Linked DNA regions of Mus musculus: region 1 is linked to region 2. A link is a contact called in public Hi-C data. All regions are on one chromosome and are shown on one strand. The core of a region is the stretch at or near the end of the contact, and the rest is flanking DNA. Distances in the headings are between cores, read along the strand shown.

Region 1 (6,120 bases), core at 3,352-5,851, 330 kb before region 2:
TCTGTTACTGTTTGAAACTGTGTGTAGAGGCTGTCAAGACAGGTCAGAAAATCCTTATAGAGCAACAAGAAAATATGTCGGAAGAGGAGAAGGGCTTAAAAAGAAAAAGGAAAAAGAAAGGAGACACAGTGTTATCAGGTGGACAGAAAGGACAAAATAAAAGAGCTGAGGCGGAGGAGGAAGGCGAATTAGCTTCTGCTCCCCCTCCCTATGCCTCCTCGTCAGCCATCTATGGGCAGACCTTCTGTCCGGAGGTCTGGAAAGAGGATAGATTCTCCTTGCTGGGATGTCCTATTTTCACTGATCAAGCTAAATTTGCATGGGATAGAGATATGCTGCTTGATCAAGGTAGATTTGCACAACAACAGACAGGATATCCAGTGCAGGTGTTTGAGCAGGTGAATCAGATTCCTATAAGGGCGTGGAAATCATTGCCTAACAGAGGGGAAGTTAGTGAAAACTTGACTCTCATATTGACTCCCCAGATGGACACACAGGTGATTGAGGTTATGGTCTCATCACCACGAGGTATTGTGTCCATCCCCCCTGGGGATCGAGTAGATCAGGTGTTGATGTGGGCGAGAGGGTCTGTTTGTGTGTTTCCACAGGACCAGACAGAACCTCTTTGGGTGCCAGAGAGATTGGTGAGACGCTGCAAGAATGAGGCTCCTGATCCAGTTGCCCCTGTGGATGTGGTGGATGATCCCACAAGCACAAAGGATGGAGCCGAGATGAGAGATCCTTTCGGTATTCCAGAAGCCGATACCAGCTCGACATGACATTCAAAATTTTCCACGCTTTTTGATCCCTGAATTCCCCTTAAAGAGATAGCCCCTCTGGCTATCTATCCCTTGCTTCAGGGAAGATGAGCGGGGATGAGAGCCCTGGGATGTATGCTTGTTATAGTGTGTGTGTGTTTTGTGTTTGGCACATGTGTTAGATGCAGAGTGTGCGGCCCGCACTTTCGCCATGGTAGCGTAGGCTTTTGCTGCAGTGGAGGCGGGACAATCTCCTCAGATTCGGTTTGCTGCTCTAAAAGAAATTATGCTGCGTTATGCCGTGGGGTGCGAGGCTAAGCACTGCACAGAGGATAGCTTGCTGTTGGCATCCTGTGGAAGGCACGTCTGATTGCATGAAGGTTCAGTGTCCTAGTTCCCTTCCCCTAGGAAAAACGACACGGGAGCTGGCCAAGACCTCTCTGGGTGATGAGCCTAAGGGATGGTTTTGTGTAGGGCCCCTATGCTTGCACACTGGGGATCAGACCTCTACCTTCACCCATGAGGCTTGCTTGCAGCAATTAAGATCTGGCCATAGATTAATCAACATCCTGGCCTTTTGATGCACCTGCCGCAAGCAAAACACAATCTCCCCAGGAGTGGCTTGGCATGATTGAGAGGTAGTCAGTGATAAGACTCCCTGGGCATGTCACCAACCTAAGACAGGGATCAAACCAATGCTGTTTGTCTCCCAAAGACAGGTAAGGGGCATGGTTGCGAGGGGCTATCTACAGACATTCTCTCTGCCAAAAAAGAAAAAAGGGGGAATTGTGGGGAGCGGGTGTGGCGGCAGTCCCAAAGGCGCCAGGGACTGCAGCTAAGTCATATGACTTGCACCTGACTTCCTCATATAAGACACAAACATCTTGAGTGCTGCGCAGGTGTACCAGGATACAGGTGAATCCAATTTGGTGGAGATTTGCCCCTGCTGCCCTGATTAGCTGAAGCCTCGTGACTGGCGAGGGGGTGTGGCCTGCTGTGCGTGGATGGGAACTGAGAGTATAAAAGAGTGAGAGGCCCAGGGTTCGGGGGAGATATAAAAACAAGGGAGATATAAACAAGGGAGATATAAACAAGAAGAAACAGGACTGAATAAATGTGTGCAGAAGGATCCTGTAGCAGCGTCATTCTTCCTGGCCAGTTGAGCGCACGCAAGAATGTCATCCTTGATTCTTGTTCCTATACCATTTTTGAAGGTCGCTGATTTTATAACAAACTAAAATTTCAAAACTTTCTACTTTTTAATCACCTTTTTCTTTACTACATTTGTAAGTAATAAGTGCTTTATACAATCAGACATGATCAATGACCCCGTTTGTCTCTGAAGCATATGCTAAGCTTGCTGGGGTTTACTACATATTACATAGCAAATAAATGCTGCTTGTAGTAGCTTCATTGTTTCATAATATGTTAAAAGGTCATAAGGAAAGACAACAGTCCAGGGTGTGACAACAGCAAGTAGGTATATTGCATGAGAAAAAGATCTTTGAAATAAGAAGGTCTGGAAACTGATGGGTCAGGAGAGTAGAAATACCTTCATAGAAGCAGGCTGAAATCACTTACAGTTTGGCAGGATTAATGTTACCCCAAGAGAACCAGTTGTTAAGTCTTTACTAATTGATGTGACATGGTCTACTGTCCCTAGGTCTGAGGTGACTCCTAGAAGCATGAAAGCCTACTTTTCTGATATCCTTTTTAACTGGACATTCAGGCTTTGCATACCTCCTCACGGCAGACCCCCGTGATACCTGTCAACTTAAAGACATCTAACCATCCCCACGAGTAACAAAAACATATTTCCAATGATGCACTGCCCTCCAAATCCCAGAATCACATAGTCTCCTACTTATACATCTTCATGAAATGTTTACAAGAATATAAATTATATCCATCCAAATATTAGATTTTTCTCACAGTATATTGCTGGATAAGGAAGTGTCAACACCACTTTCAATTGTGCTATCTCATCCCATGCTTCTGTAAGTTGAACATATGTTGTCTCTACTTTCTATTTTCAAATTGCATTTATGTATGTATTATATAATGTATGTATGTATTCGTGTATGTATTTATATATTTATATAGGTATACATGCATTTATGTAGGTATGTCTATATGCATGCATTTATTCATTCATTCACTGTGGGGGAGGGGGTGTGAATAATTTCGGGTGCATGTGAACTGCGGCGTGTCTGAAAATGGCCAGGTACAACTTTTAGGCACAGCTGTTGCTTCTGTTGTCCAACATGCTCCAAGTTAACTGGCCTGAGTGCTTCCTACCCTACTAGTGCGCTGGTCTCCACCTCCCACATCACCATAGGTACCTGGCCTTAAACATTCGCATCACTACACTGTTTTGTTTTAAATGTACCTAGCTTTTTCTTTTTTAACCTGTGTCTAAGAAACCAACTCAGGTCACCATGCTTGGGAAGCAAGCACTCTTACCTGCTGAGCCACCTCCCCAGCACTTGTTTGTTTCTATTTTCTAACTTAGATTTGCCTATTCCATCACACTTTTTATAAAAGTGTACTTCAGATTTCTGGAATAGATCTTACCATCAGTTCTCTCTCCCTCTCTCTCTCTCTCCCTCTCTCTCTCTCTCCCTCTCTCTCTCTCTCCCTCTCTCTCTCTCTCTCATTTAAGATTTATTTATTTATTTTATGAGTATATTGTCTCTGTCTTCAGAGACACCAGAGGAGGGCATTGGATCCCATTTCAGATGGTTGTGAGCCACCATGTGGTTGCTGGGAATTGAACTCAGTACCTCTAGAAGAGCAGTCGGTGCTCTTAACCTGAGCCACCTCTCCAGCCCTTACCGACAGTTTTCTAACTAGTGCCTTTTTGTTTTTCTTCCTTTGCCTTTTGTTTTCTTTTGTTTTTGTTAAAGAGTGATTAAAGCAGAAATGACTGAATGACTGGAAGAAGATCCTACTAATTAGAAATTACTAGTACTACTACTACTATCCAATTTTCAGTATTTCCAGTTAATAGAAATTGTGTGCATGTGAAGTTTCAGGAAAGTAGATGTCATTGTGCATCATGATAACTACCCCCCCCCCAAAAATGAGGATTTTTCCCCTATCTACTAATATCTATGATATTACCATATTGTATCAAACTATCAGTTTGATACTTTCACTCAGGACTTTCGAGCTTGAGGAAGTAGTATAGAAGGACTTCTAGTTATGCTGCTCAGCAACAACACAGCCGAGGGTACCTTTCAGGCCCGAGATGACTGTGACACACGCTGTAATGGTGGTGTACTCTGCATATTGTTCTGATCCACCACCTTGGCTAGCTGACTGCATGCCATTGCTTCTCACAGATTCTGTTTCTACCTTCCTGGTTATAGAAATATTCCTAAATATGTGGAAAATCATATTAAGTTAATTACATGTTGTACTGGTGCCATTGCAAATGTTAATGAACACAGGTCATTAAAGATATCATTATCATCATTTAGAGCAAAATAGTAGGGGTTGTAACCAAAACAAAAATGTGACAGAAAGGAAAGGGTTATTTCTTGGGGAAGGGTTAAAGTTCATAAGGATTTGTTGTTAATTAGGATTTTAATATATCTAAGATGATGTTTTATAGCCTGGCTTTAGCACATGCAAACACAATAAACAAAAAGGAATAATATGAATAAAGTGTTAGGCAGAAGGCTGGGCTGGGTGAGATTTGTGGTGGTGAGAATAATTGCTGCTTTATAGGAGTTGACTGGGGGGCTTTAAGAGAATGCTATGAGAGTCATGGAGTAGACAGATGGATGACTCTGTATGAAATGTCAAGGATAAAGATAGAGAACTGAGTCATCAGGAACTAAACTCATGAGAGGAAATGAGGTCACTCTCAGAGAGTCCACAGCGTGAGAACAGTGGATCGGGAATGGACATCTGGAGGATGCCATAATTTAAGAGATGAGTTAAGGAAGCGAGGTCTAGAAAATAAATCACATCGCTCTGGACCAGTTTCTTTCCTGATGAGATGGCTTGACTTTAATTATTCTGTCTCGTTCCTGCGGTCATGCTGTGCTATTTGAAAATCATTTTCCTTTCCTCAGAGTCTCCTTCTCTTTGGGTAATGATTTTGAATGATTATTATCTGCCTTAGATTCAAACCCCACCTTCTTTTTGGATACCTCTATGAATAATAAATTTCTCATCCCTTTAGGCAATCCTGTCAGAGAGGAAATCTCCAAAGGTAACACAATGAAAAGACTTTCCTGAGTCTAAGACCCCCACACGAATCCTTGTGTTTCTAGATTCTCTACTTTCCCCAGGGCCGTGCAAAACATACAGGCTATGAGAAGTGCAGTCCTAATTCAGAACCAAGTAAGGATGGTTTGAGTCCCAAGGGACACTACCAGTAATTCCCTAAACATCTAGCATTATATTTTTGTCTGTTATCTTATATCAAACAAATGTTGTTAGCTAAAAATGGGCATTGTGTTGAGGCAAAACTTTTTCATCTGCTTTCTAGAATTAATTGTTGCTTTAGAATATGCATCTCCAGTTGACAAATAAGAAATGACTTTTAAAAAAAAAAATTATTTTGGGGTTGGAGAAGGATCAAGGAGAGATTATATATTCCAGAGTCTCAAAATAAACCAGACAATTCCTCATGAATGAAGCATGGGAGGAAAAGAAGGGCAGTACTGCTGGACAGTCAGATAAAGAACACACCTGGGAAAGTAAAATTTCCAACCAGAGATGAAAGTCGTATATTGCCACAAAGTTCTACTCAAGACAAGAGCACTAACGCTCTTCCAGAGGACCCAGGCTTGGTTCCCAGCACCCACAGGGCAGCTCATAGCCATCTATAACTCCAGTTCCAGGGAATCCAATGCCCTTCTCTGACCTCCACAAATACCAGACAGGCACTCATGTAGTACAATGACATACATATAGGCAAAACACTCATACACATAAAGAAATAATATTAAGCTGAGCATGGTGGCACATGCCTTTAATCCCAGCACTCGGGAGGCAGAGGCAGGCGGATTTCTGAGTTCGAGGCCAGCCTGGTCTACAAAGTGAGTTCCAGGACAGCCAGGGCTATACAGAGAAACCCTGTTTGGAAAAAAAAAACAAAAAAAACAAAAAATAATAATATTTAAAAAAAAATACTAGTGGAAAAGGGGGGTAATTTCTTGGGATTATCAGTAACAGAGGAGCTCTTTACAATTTATAAAACATTTTACAGTAAGGATCGCTTCACTTAAAGTCAAAGGTAAAGGGAAATTGCATGGGTGAAACTTGGGGGAGCATAAAGGAACAAAGAGACCAGATAGAAGCATTTAGAATCAATCAAACATCACTGAAACAAGGTCTGTGTCCTGGC
Region 2 (6,262 bases), core at 3,690-6,189:
GACCTTTGGGATAGCATTGAAAATGTAAATGAGGAAAATACCTAATTAAAAAAAAGAAAGAAAATCACATATTACCTACTTGGATGCAATTTCTTACCATTTCTTTTTAACTTTACTTATTTTTCTCTTTCTGGTAAGGTAGGTGCTTAGAGGACGCATCAGAGGTTAAGGGTGAGCACTTATTGGCTCACTCCATTGTAGTCTGGCGCTCTTACAACTTATCCTCAGGTCAACTCCATAGGGAGAGAAGAGAGTCACCCCTCTGTCTGAAAGGCCCTGGTAAACTCCTAAATAAGACCACAAGGTCAGAATCGCAGCTTGTTCATCCAGTCGTTCTTACTGGGTGAAGGAAGAGATTTCATCTTACCATTTCCTGGAAGCCAAGTCCTATGGGGTAGTGAGGACCTTTCTCAGTTACATATATGACAGGTTGCTAATCCAAGGATGAGCTCCATACTGTCCAGATCACTCCACATTCTGGGACAGCAGAAAGAAAGAAAACAATCTAAAATACCTAAGTGTTCATGACACTGTACTCCTGTAAGCTTGAATAGACAGCTTGTCCTGTGAAGGCACCTGTGCTCTTTCCTTTGCCTGCCTTTTCAGGGCAGGGGATTAGATTTCAGGACATGTTTCGAAATGGATTTTATTTGAACCCCTTTATGCTATAAACCAAGCCTTCATGCGTTAGTTGGTTGTTGCAGCAGAATATTTTATGTCAAAACAGAATAGCACTTTTATTATCTCATGGTTTCTGGAGGTCAGGCATCCAGGTACAGTTTAGTTTGCTCTTCTGTTTGCTGTTTTTCCACAAAGCTCCAGTAAAACAAGGGAATGTCATCTGACAGAGGCACTTTGGAGCAGCACTGGTTCTCTCACAGCTTATTGGACGGAAGCGCTCTCATCCTCAGTGCCCGTTGACAGGCATCTAGCCTCAGTTTACTTGCAGGTAAATAGAGAGATCAGGGATGGACACTTGACATCAAGTCAGGAAGCTGAGATGGCAAGAAAGAGGTCTCCTCAATCGGTGATCTAATTAGGAAAGTGAGATTTGATCACCCGGACCAGAGGCTGTTGGTTAGAAACAGGTCCAGCTCTGGTGCAATTATATTGAGGCATGAACTGCAAGACATGTGAAAAGGGAGCGAGCCATATTAGAGGCTGTCTACAACCCTAAGAAGATACAGAAGCCAAAGTCAAGTCCTCAGCTCTCTTCCCAGCAGGCAACCACCCATTCACATTCTAATTACTTCCTTTTCCTTTTCAGTCTTGGCTTCTTTAATTAAGCTCAATAAACAAAATAAAGGTTACTGTTCTATGTTATGCAGCAAATACTTTAAAAAAATTTTACCTCTAAGAGTGTTGAGATGTTTGCACTGATAGTAGATAATTCTTTTTAAAGACATAATTTTAATGATTGTTTTAAAGTCTACAGTATGATTTAGGAGTCTTTAAATATTCCACTGCTGCACTCATTTCTTTCAAGTTACTTTTCTATCCAAGACACCTAACATTCATCTGGACTACTTGTGTGTGTGGTTTTGTTTCCTCCTCTTTCCTTTTGTTTTCAGATAAACTTTTGAGTACTCTTTGAGTAATTTCTCAGAAGACGTGTGTAAATGTTAGGAGTGTGCTAAAAACATTTGATAAATGTTCTGTGAACTAAAGTCCTGTTAGTCAACTTGTGAATGGATAAGGCAGAGTGCAGAGGAAGTAGCTCAGGAGTCAGAGAGCACGATGATGGGAAAAATAAAATTGGGTGAGAGGCAGAAATGTAGACAGACATCACGTAGCACCAGGATGTCTGATTAGATGGAAGGAAAGAAGCATTGACTAATGAAGAGTTGGTAACTGGGACAGCAGTACTTAAAGAGAATAAGAACGGAATCTGGAGATAAAGGAAGGAATGAAAAGCGTGAGTAGTTTATCCAGGGGAAACCCAAGGATGGCTAACTGTGTCCAGTGTTCAGTTGCTGGCAATAAAGCTGGACACTTGGTCACGGGGACAGGTCAGAAGCCTCGATGTTATGTCAGAGCAAGACTATGCAAGGTTAATTTGATCCTGATTAATCTGAGCTGCTAAGATAGTATTCCTTTATTTTCTTCTAATTACAAAAGAATAGTTTTCCTCTTCTGTAATTTGGTTTAACCTCTTGATGAGATTTAAGTGGTGAGTTGAAAAATGTTCGGTTGGGGAGTGGTGCTAATGATTTTAGCAAGAAACAAACATCTGAGGAGAACAAAGATGCTGTAACGAGGAGAAAAATGTTCAAAGGAGGATGAAAATCCCATGAATTAGAAATAGAGTTGATAGTTATCTGAACTTTAAAAACTACCTGATTTCTATCAATTTCTATACATGTGTCTGACTTGTTTATCATCATCTTATTTTGAGGAATGAAAATAAAGCATCAAAATGTGTATGGGATTTCGCATAAATTATCATCATGAACTAGTTTCTAAAGACAGCAAAACATTCTACTTAATGTTTGAAATTGAGATGACGTGCCTTATAGATGACACTATTAGGTAAATCTAAAAGTAACTTTGCATATCGATCCCCATGATCTAGTTAGAATAAAAATATATTTTTCTTTATTTTGCCTTAATGAGCAGAACATTTGTGATAATAGTAACCAGAATTCTACTTTTCTCTGAATGCATCTTCAGAAGAGAAAGTACAGCACCAAGATAAAAAGGTCCTTGCTCCATGTAGGTCATGTGATGGAGGCCAATAACCAGGCAGTCCTGCTTAGGAGGAGCAAGACCTGTGATACTTGATCCAATCAGGAACCAAGGTTATGAGTTGGTGACTCCAGCAACAGAGTTGGGAAGTCCTGCTCAGAGGCTCAGCACTACGCTCCATCTTTTCTGTGCAGGAATGGGAGGTGCTGCATACCTGAGCCCCTTCTAGGCAGAAGAATGCTAATTCTTGAGACTATCCTCTTTAGGACCCTGTGTGGTGGTTTGAATATGCTTGGCCCACGGAAAGTGCACTATGAGGAGGCCTTATTGGAGGAGGTGTGGCCTTGTTAGAGGAAGTTTGTCACTGTGGAGGCATGGCTTTGAGGTCTCATATGTATGTTTAAGTCTGGTCACTATGATTCAGAGTCTTCTGATAACCTGCAGATGCAGAACCCTCGGCGCCTCCAGCACCATGCCTGCCTAAAAGCTGCCTTGGTTTTCATGGACTGGTCCTCTGAACCTGTAAGCCAACTCCAATGAAATGTTGTCCTTTAAAAGAGTTGCCTTGGTCATGCTGTCTCTTCACAGCAATGGAAACCCTAAGAAGATGGGAAGAGTGAAAAGCAGGTATCTGATTGATTCCTTTTGTTTGTTCGTAGAGGCTTTTCACAAAGACCGTTCTGACTGGCAGAAGTGGATTGGTAAGAATCAGTAATACAGACTGCTCAATGTGAAAGGAACCTTAAAAGGGTGGACCAGGAGGAGCAAGCAAGCAGAGCCTTTGTAAAACACTCCTAACAAATGGTTGAGTATACAACAATCTGTGTAAGAAGCTTAATATGATAAAGAATATCTGGATATAGTCTCTCCAGATATATGCTGTACACACAAACCTGCCATGTAAGCTAGCTGGATATTGAAAGAAAAAAGTGAAATGATGTCATAATTTTGACATTTGCGTATGATCCCCTACCAAAGGCTACACAGCATACATTGTATAATGCTAAGAGCTACAATTCATAAATATATCAACTATAGATAAAATGTTTTAAGAAACAAAACCATGTCCTCTAATGATTTTCTTTGTAAGTATAAAGGAACAGAAACAACAATAAATTAAACTCACAAATTAAAAAGACCAACTAAAGTAGGCAAGACAAGCTGTAGGAAAAATATATTTAAGATATAGATGAGCTTTCTTCTCCTTATTAGCTGAATTCCTTCCCTTCGAGGTTCCAAATAGTTGCCTTAGGAACCATTTATCTGCAACATTTGAGTGAGAATCTCCTAAATATCATGGGAGTTACACTGTTTCCATATTCCATTAGTATCTTCTTTCTAAAGTGTGGTCTCCTATGGCAAGTGTCTTCTGTAAGTGGCATCCCTAGTGTCTAATTCAGCACAGGCTACTCAAGAACGTGTCATTAAGTAAACATTTGAATAAATAAGTTCTGAGGCTGAGGCAGGAGGATTGCCATGAATTCAAGGTCAGCATGAATTACATAGTGAGACCCTTTTCTAAAAGCATAAGAATAGGTCAGGTATTTCCAGTCTCTGCAAAGGTCTGGAATGTTCTACCATCTTGCCCAATCCAGGTAAAATCGGTTTACTGACCACTGCCCCACCCCGACCCCCACGACTTTTACATCCCAAAGCCTTAATGTCAGCTTCTCACTTCATGGTGGCATGGTAGCTAAGACAGGTCTGGTTGTGTTGATCTATTTGTATGGTTATGTCTCAGAAGTAGGACAAAGATGGGAACAGGAGAAAATGACAGCAGTTAAAATTACTATCCTTTCAGATTTGTCATGAGAATAAAAACCCAGCATTATATATATATAACAGTTTAAAAGTTCTAATGTATTATATAGAAAGGTAAATGGTGGATAAATAGATAGAGATCTTGAAAAAATATGTATTCTTGAACTATCTTGTCAAATATACCAAATTTTACCCCAAGACCTCTTTTCATTCTTAACTTTTCAGTACAGAGAATTCTCAAAGTCTGAAAGACAAACACAAATCATAACTTAATAGCAATGACATTAAAATTTTTCCTTACATCTAACCTTGACTAATTCTCACATGGATTTCAGAAATATGAATAATGTCTTCATGCAATTCAGGCAGGCACAGAAAATAGGTGCCATTATTTCTGTTCTAATGACAGATTTTGAGGTTAGGGTGACTCATGAACAGCTGAGCAGCCAGTCAGTAGAAGAAACCAAAATAGCACGGAAACGCCTCCATTCCCACCCCACGCTCAAACCTCGGCTCAAACCTCGAGTGCACCCTCCGCGGGAGATGAGGGAAGCGTGATGCCTATGAAGAGCTTCCTGCAAGTTAATGAGCTGAAGCTATCCCTGGTGGCCATCCCTGAGCGCAGCGCACTCTCAGACAATCTGGCAGGAAGAGAGGGGAGAGAGAGGCAAGAAAAGCAAGCCCCTGCCCAGCCAAGCTCGATTGGTTTTAGGCAGGAGGCTTCATTTATCTTGAGCTGACTCATTTTCAAAAATCCTAGCTAATCAGAATTAATGTGCCCCGGCCAAGGTAACCCTGAAATGAAGTCTATTTGGTAAATGAGATGGGTTCACTTCAGCCTGCTTGACTCTGAAGGGAAAAACCAACCAAATAAATAAACACAATTTTTATGAGAGAGGGTTCTGTATGCACAAGGAAAGAGTAGTGAGGAGTGCTTTCCTAGTAAGATCTGTACCTAAACTATTTTTTGCAAATAATTAAAGTAGAATATAGCGGATAGAAGTCTTTGATGGTACAAAGGGATTAATTGGAGGACTTCTTCTGGAGCTTCATAGAATTCTCAGAATAGTTAAGGAACTTAATGGGAAATGACTTTAATCTGTTTTTTTTTAAATCTGTCTTATAATACAGACAAAATGGCCTTAAGTAGAGGGATCAAAACGTAACATCTGTAAGGTGTTTTAATAAGTTCAGATGCACTTGTCCCTCCACCATCCAATTCAAATACTAATAATGTCCGGTGCAAACACGGGTTTCCAGGACCCACAGCTATGCTCCTTCGCACCTCCGCTGGAGCTGGAGGGAGGCTTGCCTACCTTTCTGACTGAGGCTGCCTTTATGATTCTAACAGGCTGGATCCTAAGGGTCATTTAACAACTAGTTTTCTCTACACTGAGTCCCTTTTCTTGGTGCTGCTGCCCACTGCAGCCCACACTCACAAACACAGGAAAAGCAGAGGTAGAGAACCTTTGCCTCCTGCACTGTTCCTTCCCACCCCGTCCTTCCATCCCGCACAACTGGCTCCTCCATCTGCACATCACTGATCCAACTCAGGTCTGTCTGTTGTGTTATCAGTTCCTGGTATTTTCTTTATTGTCATTAATCTTACTATCCCCTGATATTAAACCTGTACAAGCTGTCTTGACGTTTCCGAAAGATACTCTTTATCTCCAGTGAAAAACAAATCCAGATCAAATCATCTATGCCACTGGATGTGAGGAGAAAAACGTAGGAATAGAGAGATACTTCAGTGACACAATGTAACCCCGTTTAAACTCACATGTCCCTGTACATGTCCCTGAGTCTGATACAAAAA

What was found. Hi-C and Micro-C count contacts between places; a contact is called where the count stands out from the background.
Region 1: a Hi-C map of adipose-derived mesenchymal stem cells shows a contact between it and region 2, with 2.2 times the contacts expected there. The contact joins two enhancer-like sites. A contact is called at or near these places in 3 of 484 Hi-C or Micro-C datasets (adipose-derived mesenchymal stem cells, cortical neurons and muscle stem cells).

The regions. Positions count from the first base shown.
Region 1 is chr14:105,998,507-106,004,626 of GRCm38.p6, reverse strand. No RefSeq gene overlaps it. Among named protein-coding and RNA genes, the nearest start is that of Trim52, 100 kb to the left of the region's middle. Within about 2 kb of position 4,601, at least 25 of the 459 cell types and tissues checked have an H3K27ac peak or open chromatin away from gene starts, as enhancers often do. A contact at or near this core is called in adipose-derived mesenchymal stem cells, where this site is marked.
Region 2 is chr14:105,667,903-105,674,164 of GRCm38.p6, reverse strand. No RefSeq gene overlaps it. Among named protein-coding and RNA genes, the nearest start is that of Gm6145, 27 kb to the right of the region's middle. Within about 2 kb of position 4,939, at least 84 of the 459 cell types and tissues checked have an H3K27ac peak or open chromatin away from gene starts, as enhancers often do. A contact at or near this core is called in adipose-derived mesenchymal stem cells, where this site is marked.